Regions from separate parts of the Dromaius novaehollandiae genome. Here region 1 is linked to region 2. The links are chromatin contacts, called in public Hi-C maps. All regions are on one chromosome and are shown on one strand. The core of a region is the stretch at or near the end of the contact, and the rest is flanking DNA. Distances in the headings are between cores, read along the strand shown. Region 1 holds the start of SLC39A13 (solute carrier family 39 member 13). Region 2 overlaps MADD (MAP kinase activating death domain).

Region 1 (3,170 bases), core at 155-2,654, 150 kb before region 2:
ACAAATCATGCACATCACAGCATGCAAAGCTAAAAACTGGGGTTGTACAGGTCTAAAGAACGACAGAGTATCACAGAACAAAACAGATTAGACACCTCGCAACCCCAAGACCATACCTTTTCCTAGGGGGTTAAAATACTGATCAAACTCTACAGTAGTTTGGGAAACAGTGATTTCTTCCCCAGCAACCAGCCTATGAGGAAAGTTTATAGAGGCAGCAATCACCTTCACCCCCTCAGGGCTAGGTGAGGTTTCCCTCCTCCCAGCCCACTCTCGGTTGGCGCCGGGCACCTCTCCCGACTCCTGCTACCAGCCAGCCTCGGGGCCTGGGTCCTGCGGCCCGCCGCTGCCGGGCCGGGCCTCAGCCGCAGCCCGAGCCGGTTCAGGATACCGCTCTCTTATCATACGGCGGCCCCACTCTTAGCACCGTGTCTGACAACGTTGCGGACGGCTTGTGAGAGGACGGACAGCTCTGTTTTTCCATGAGAGGAATGCTGACAACCGCAGAGTGAGACATACTTGCTGGGGGGAGCAGTTAACCCTGTTCGCGCACCCTCATGCAGGAGCACGGCAGCTGGGCTCCCCAGGGAGCAGATCCTGCGCCGTTTGCTGAGCGCGGCGCAGACCCCGACCAACCGAGCGGCAGCAGGGCGGCGGCGAGCCGGCTCCCCGCAGGGACGGCGGTGCCATCTCCCCTCGTCACAACCCCCCGGCCGGCGGCGCGGGGCAGGGCAGAGCAGGGCAGGGCGCCCCGCAGCCACGCTGCCCCTGCGCATCGCCTCTTCCAAGTTGCTTCTGAAACTTTCTCGGCCGAGCCCCGCGGCGCTGCGCTCCGAGCCCGCGGCGCGCTGGGAGCCCCCGGCTCTGCCGGGGCGCCGCCGCCCCGGGAGGCTGCGGCGAAGGCGGGGGCCGCCGCCCGGGGGCCGGGGCGAGCCGAGGCCCCGGGGGGCGGCGCGAACTCCCCGCAGCTCGCCGCCGCCGGAGCACGGCTTCCTGCAGCAGCGGCCCCGCCGGTGCCGCCGCTTTCCCAAACTTGTCCCGCGCCTGGCCGGGCCCCGCCGGGGCCGGACACCGGACGCCGCCCGCCGCCCCCTCTCCCCCGTCCCGTCGCCGCCCGGAGCTGCGCGGCCGCGCCCCCCCCCCCCCCACCGCCCGAACAGCGGGGCGGAGCGGGCCGGCGACCCCCGGCACCGCCCCCGGCCGCGAGCCGCCCTCACCGCGCGCCGCCGCCGCCATCCAGCCGCGGCCCGGCTCGGCTCGACGCGGCGCGGGCCGGCCCCGCCCGGCGGCCCCTCGGCCCCGCCTCCCCCGGCCGGCCACGTCGGTCCCGGCCTCCTCGGCACCAGCGCCGCCGCCGTCGCCGCGGGCCCCCGCTGCAGCGCGCGCTTCCGGCCGCCGCGCCGGGGGGGCCGGCGCCGGGGCGCGCTTCCTGCTGCTGCCCGGCCCGGCCCGGCCCAGTGGGGCGGAAGCTGGGGCTCGCGGCCCGGCCCCGGGGCGCCCGGGCCCGGCCGAGGCGCGAGCGGCCTGAGCTCGGCCGCCCGAGCGCGCCTGCCCCCGGCGACCCCGCGGCGCGCTGCCACCGCCGCGGAAAGCGCAGCCCTCGCAGAGAGCCTTCGCGTTTGTCCCCTCGGATCCGTAACGGGCCGGGGGTATTTGTGGGTCGTTTGTGCCTCTCTGAGGGAGAGCGCACGAGAAGAAACGGCACCGGCTTCCGGACGGTGGGATACAGACAAACGCGTGCTGGGGAAGACCTGCCCTTTGCAAATATATTTATTGGGAATCTGTTTTGGAAAAAAACCTTTTACTTAGTTGGATTATAAATTCTTTGGGCTGCAGATGTGTAAAGATAAGCACAACAGAAAAACTATTTTCGAGAGGAATTTCTGGATGCTAGGGCAGAGGAAAGTATGCCAGGACTTACCTCCAAAAGTTTTTAAAAGATACAACGACCTTTAAACTATCTGCTTCCTCCTTGTACAGTCTTTTTTAACAGGTGAGTGCATTCCAACCTCCAAGGTGACACCTATGTAACACCAAAACTTCACAAGCACTAATGTCCTGACTGCTACAGGTGACGAATATCCACAGCTCTTACAGATGTTTGTAGAAACTGCATGTGCCCAAGAAATTAGGTCAGAGGAGAACAAACATTGACTTTCATACAAGCTGAGCTAGTTTGAAGCAACACAGTTTCCCAAATGTACTAATCTCTTACCATTTTCCCTGAGACACAGAATTTGTTTCTCACTCCGACTGTCAGAAAGAATCCCACTTCCTGCGGAGACGCAGCTAATGCTGCCGCTCCTCTCTCGGGTCTCACCCCGATCCCATTACATCATGTCAATGTCATGCCTGGGAGCCAGAGCTAGAACCAAGTCAGTCCTCAGCGCCCTGCGCAGCTTGGCTGCTCTCTCTGCGGTCATGTGACAGGAGCACACTCCTACACGAACGCATCTCAAATGCAGTCTAAGGAAAGTTACATCTTTCTTGCTCACAAGCAGAATGCTTATATAGGAAACTGAATTCTCTGAAGATGAATTTTCAAAAGATGTGAATTTTGTGTTTTGTTCTGAAGTTGTAAGATTTATGGTTCCTGTGTCCCACAGCTGTTTTCCTACTGCCTGAATAACCATCATCTGTCTTCCTGAATCTCCCTCCAGTGGCTGACAGTTCCCTGGGCTGATGGATCATATCTGCGATTATCATAGTTACAGACAGGGACTTCCTCAGGTAACCTAAGCTGCATTTTGAGGATTTCGCACTATCAGGATCAGTACTGATATCCTGGTCTCAGTGAAGTAAATGGGAGTTTGCTTTTGACTTGAGCGGATGCAGCATTTCACGCCAAGCCATTCAGCGTCAGCTAGTGTTTCCCTGTAAGCCAGGGGAGCAGGGCAGAGTTCTGGATGAAACGTGCACTCATTAGCTCGTGTCTTCAAGTGGCAGCTGCTGCTGCAGTGTGCATCAGATGGAGCTTTTTCCTAGTTGGTAGCTGCGTTCTTAACTATAGCGAATTTTCAGTGATAGTTTAGAGATCAATACAGTTAAATCAGAGTCCAGCAGGCTCAGTCCAAAAGCTGTTGTTCTGTCACCATAGCTATTGGATGATTGGAGCGGGGAGCAGAACTACCATGTTCTCCTACCTTCCCCAAGCCACTGAGACTCTTGAA
Region 2 (3,377 bases), core at 133-2,632:
ATCTCACTGATCACTTTCATATGAACAGGCAGGAATTTTTCATAAACTCAGTGATCATTTTATGTCCAGAAATTAGTCTCCTCTTCCATCTATTCTGTGGATAAGGGATTGTGATCTGCGCCGTCACCAGTTTAGCAGTTTCATCAGCATTTAATGTGTTAAAATTCAAACCAAACTGGCTATCTTGAATCTTTACCTATCTTAATGAAAGGCATTACCCTTCCTTTACTACCCATGAGCTCCTCTAATTTCACAAAAGCAAGAATCACCGGGTTTTGGTGTCTTCCCTCAACTAAAAGCTAACATAAAAAGCAGCCTGTGTTTTACTGCAGTGCTAGCATCGCAAATCTTGCGATCTCAATGCGAGTCTTTTCACCACATGAAAATGTAAAGATACATCCTAAAGAACTACTAGAAGGCATCACAGGTGACTCACCATTGGCGTCTTGTACTTGTGGCTCACCACTTCTTTAGTTTCAGGAACTAAAACCGGACGGGCAAGAGACAAAACAAAAAGTTCAAAAAACGAGAGGAAAAGGGAAAAGAAATAGCACAATGTTCCCATAGGAAAAGGAAAGGATGCACAGACAGCAACTGCAGGAACAGCGCACCTCACTATCCCTCACTTCTAGGTGTTTTTCTTTCTTGTCATTTACATTACATGTCTCCTTGAAGATACTGGTAATGACATAATAGATAACTTAGGTTGACAAAAATATTCTGTTGCCTCTCTTTGGAAAACCATAGTAGATATTTGATGGTTCTTACAGCCTCTGGCTTTTCTGATAGTACTTATTCCTGTTAGATAGCAGAATTAATGACAAAACACACTTAATGATAAAATATGCTTAATGCCTACTACCATAAAACAAACCAACGACTCCTTAGAAATTTGTCAGTACACAATTCCTAAAGATTTTGCCTTCTAAATGTTTGAATCCTTCTCTGCTGCAAAGCAGATCTCAAAAGAACTGTTGGACACTCTGGTAGGAAGTTAGTGAAACCAGGAAAACAAACAAAAAAAAGGTAAGGGAAAATTTTCAACACTGGAAGACTGTTTCCCAGCTATGTCTTGAGAGTTTCTGAAGACATTCTTTCTCCTGTCTGAAATGTGTGCGCTGATATTTACTTTAACATCTCAAAGATGTTCATTGCTTTTGAACAAGTTGCCTTAAAACAAAATATTCATTTCAGTTACATGTATTCTCAAAAATATCAGGCTTTATTTGATTTCTAGAGGACTTACATATAAAGAGAATTAGGGGACTGATGAAAAAATTTTTATCCAGAAAATGTCATCTTGCTCCCTTCACTGCCTCAAACTAACAGAAGGGAAGCGGCCATAAAACAGCTAAAGAAAATTTGCCTTTTGCTCTCATTCTGGACTGCATTAAAAAGCAAGCTGCAACCCTCCCATTAGTGTGCACTGCATCTGAAGTGTGCCTTTGACCCACACTTGGTCTATAAATATTGTTGTGAACAGATCCCATGGGAAATCAACAGGAGAGAACAAAGACCACACTAAGAACATACAAAGGGCAAATTTAAAATGTTAAGATCAGTGGAATAACAAGACCAACTTTGAATACTTTCCTTCCAGAGTAGCTGAAATTTGCCATGGAATTTCTGTGTCACAACAAAAAAATTTAGAAGTAGTAATATAAAAGTTATGCAAAACCAAATCATACCAGGCTCATAGAGGAAGAGTGAATGTTTTATTACACACAGTACTAGTGACAGAAAAAGAAGCAGAGGCAAATGAGTTCAGCATGAATAACTAGAAAAAGTCCACAACAAAACCTATCCATGCAGATGTCATCTTTTCAACTATGATATGACACAGCTAAACACTGGGGAGGAAGAAGGATCACACTCTAGGGGGCCAAAAGTAGACAGTGCAGACTGGGTTTGAGAAAATACTCCAAATATAAATCGATGCCTACCAGTTCCAATGTGTCATGATATTGTTATTCCCAAAAAGATGAAGTGAAAAGTACAACTTAAAAAATAATAATTACTTTTATAATCATAATTTTAAACTATCCCTTTTCTTTGAGAGGGGGCGGTTACATTAAGGACCAAAAAACAGTGAAGTGCACACCCAGGCTGCACTGCCCCAGTGATACCAGTGACTAGAGTTGGGACGATAATGAGGTGCACATCCAAGCTACCTTACCCGCTGGCACCAGACGTTCCAAATTAACTCCATGTCACCAGGGGTTAAAGGTGGGAGTGAGGCTGATGCACAGCCAAATAGGGTAGGATTTTACAGCTGTGTAAGTCTCACTGCCCACTGGATAACATACAATTGTTCATATACTCTTCAGAAAGCAGGAAGGGGAAGCAGTAATGACCTTGTGCCATAAGGGATGGAGAGAAGGGAAGTTGTAAAGTCCTGTACCATAACTGAGAATAGGAAAAGAAAGAAGAGGAGACTATCTAGGCAAGGTACTCTCTCCCCACTTCACAGTTGCCTTGTCTTTAAGTGAAATACTCTTTCAAAGCTCTTCCAGTTGGGAAAACTGTCCCGAGAGCATTGAATTAGGAAGACTTAGAGAAGTCAAAGCACTACCACTGCAGAATAAAAAAGCCTAAAATTAAGAAATTACCAGAAGCACTTTTTCTAGCATTAAAACTTAATCCTGATGTTGTTAAACTAAGTGGATGAAGGGAGTAAATTACTAAGCACCATCCTGCAGCCTTTAATCCTGTGAATGAAAATAAGGCACTAGCAGAGAACGAGTTCAGGGGACATCACTTTACCTGCTGGAGAATGAAGGTTTTCATAGCAGCGGCAGTGAAGGGGCCACAAGAAAGTAAAGCACAAGTACACAGCAGTAACTCAAATTCCAGAGGGAAGAGCCTAACATTTTCTCACTTGCTTTAAATCTCCAGTTCTATTTGTGGGCAACGACCACTGACTTCTGCTTGCATTCTGCTCTAAAATCACAGGGTCAACTTCCACGCTGCCATCTAAACCCAATGTTAACACAAGCAAGCCTTTAATTTCCTGCTAACTGTGATAATGCTACAGTTGGAGCACTTATGCTTGGCAAAAATCAGCTGAATGAATCTTGCATTGAAGTACTTCCCATCAAACTAGAGCATACACACTTACCACTCCCTACTTGTCTTAGAGGAAATACTACTTCAGTTACCTTCCACTCTCTATATAGAATCCGATTGCAAGGTTCTGTAGGTGTAACATGGCTCAGTAACTCCATTCTTAAGATGTCTGTGAAACTTGATGAATATTATTTTACTCTTAGCAATTTAAAAGGTTAATTTCTCTTGAACAGAACAGACTGACATGTCTTCTTCACAGCACTTAAGAGCAGCTATGAGATAGTAACCCACCTCTGCCCAAGAAGAAAGGA

The links. Hi-C and Micro-C count contacts between places; a contact is called where the count stands out from the background.
Region 1: a Hi-C map of brain shows a contact between it and region 2, with 2.5 times the contacts expected there. The contact joins the promoter of SLC39A13 here to the enhancer-like site in region 2. A contact is called at or near these places in 3 of 4 Hi-C or Micro-C datasets (brain, liver and ovary).

Annotation. Positions count from the first base shown.
Region 1 is chr5:45,851,760-45,854,929 of bDroNov1.hap1, reverse strand. It overlaps SLC39A13 (solute carrier family 39 member 13), which reads right to left and starts at 1,404. Exons shown (of 9, transcript XM_064512730.1): 1 at 1,218-1,404. LOC112979221 (a long non-coding RNA gene) reads left to right here and starts at 1,282. Exons shown (of 5, transcript XR_003258131.2): 1 at 1,282-1,993; 2 at 2,607-2,730.
Region 2 is chr5:45,702,541-45,705,917 of bDroNov1.hap1, reverse strand. MADD (MAP kinase activating death domain) reads right to left here. Exons shown (of 37, transcript XM_064512699.1): 36 at 437-483. Among named protein-coding and RNA genes, the nearest start is that of MADD, 69 kb to the right of the region's middle. Within about 2 kb of position 1,382, at least 2 of the 2 cell types and tissues checked have open chromatin away from gene starts, as enhancers often do.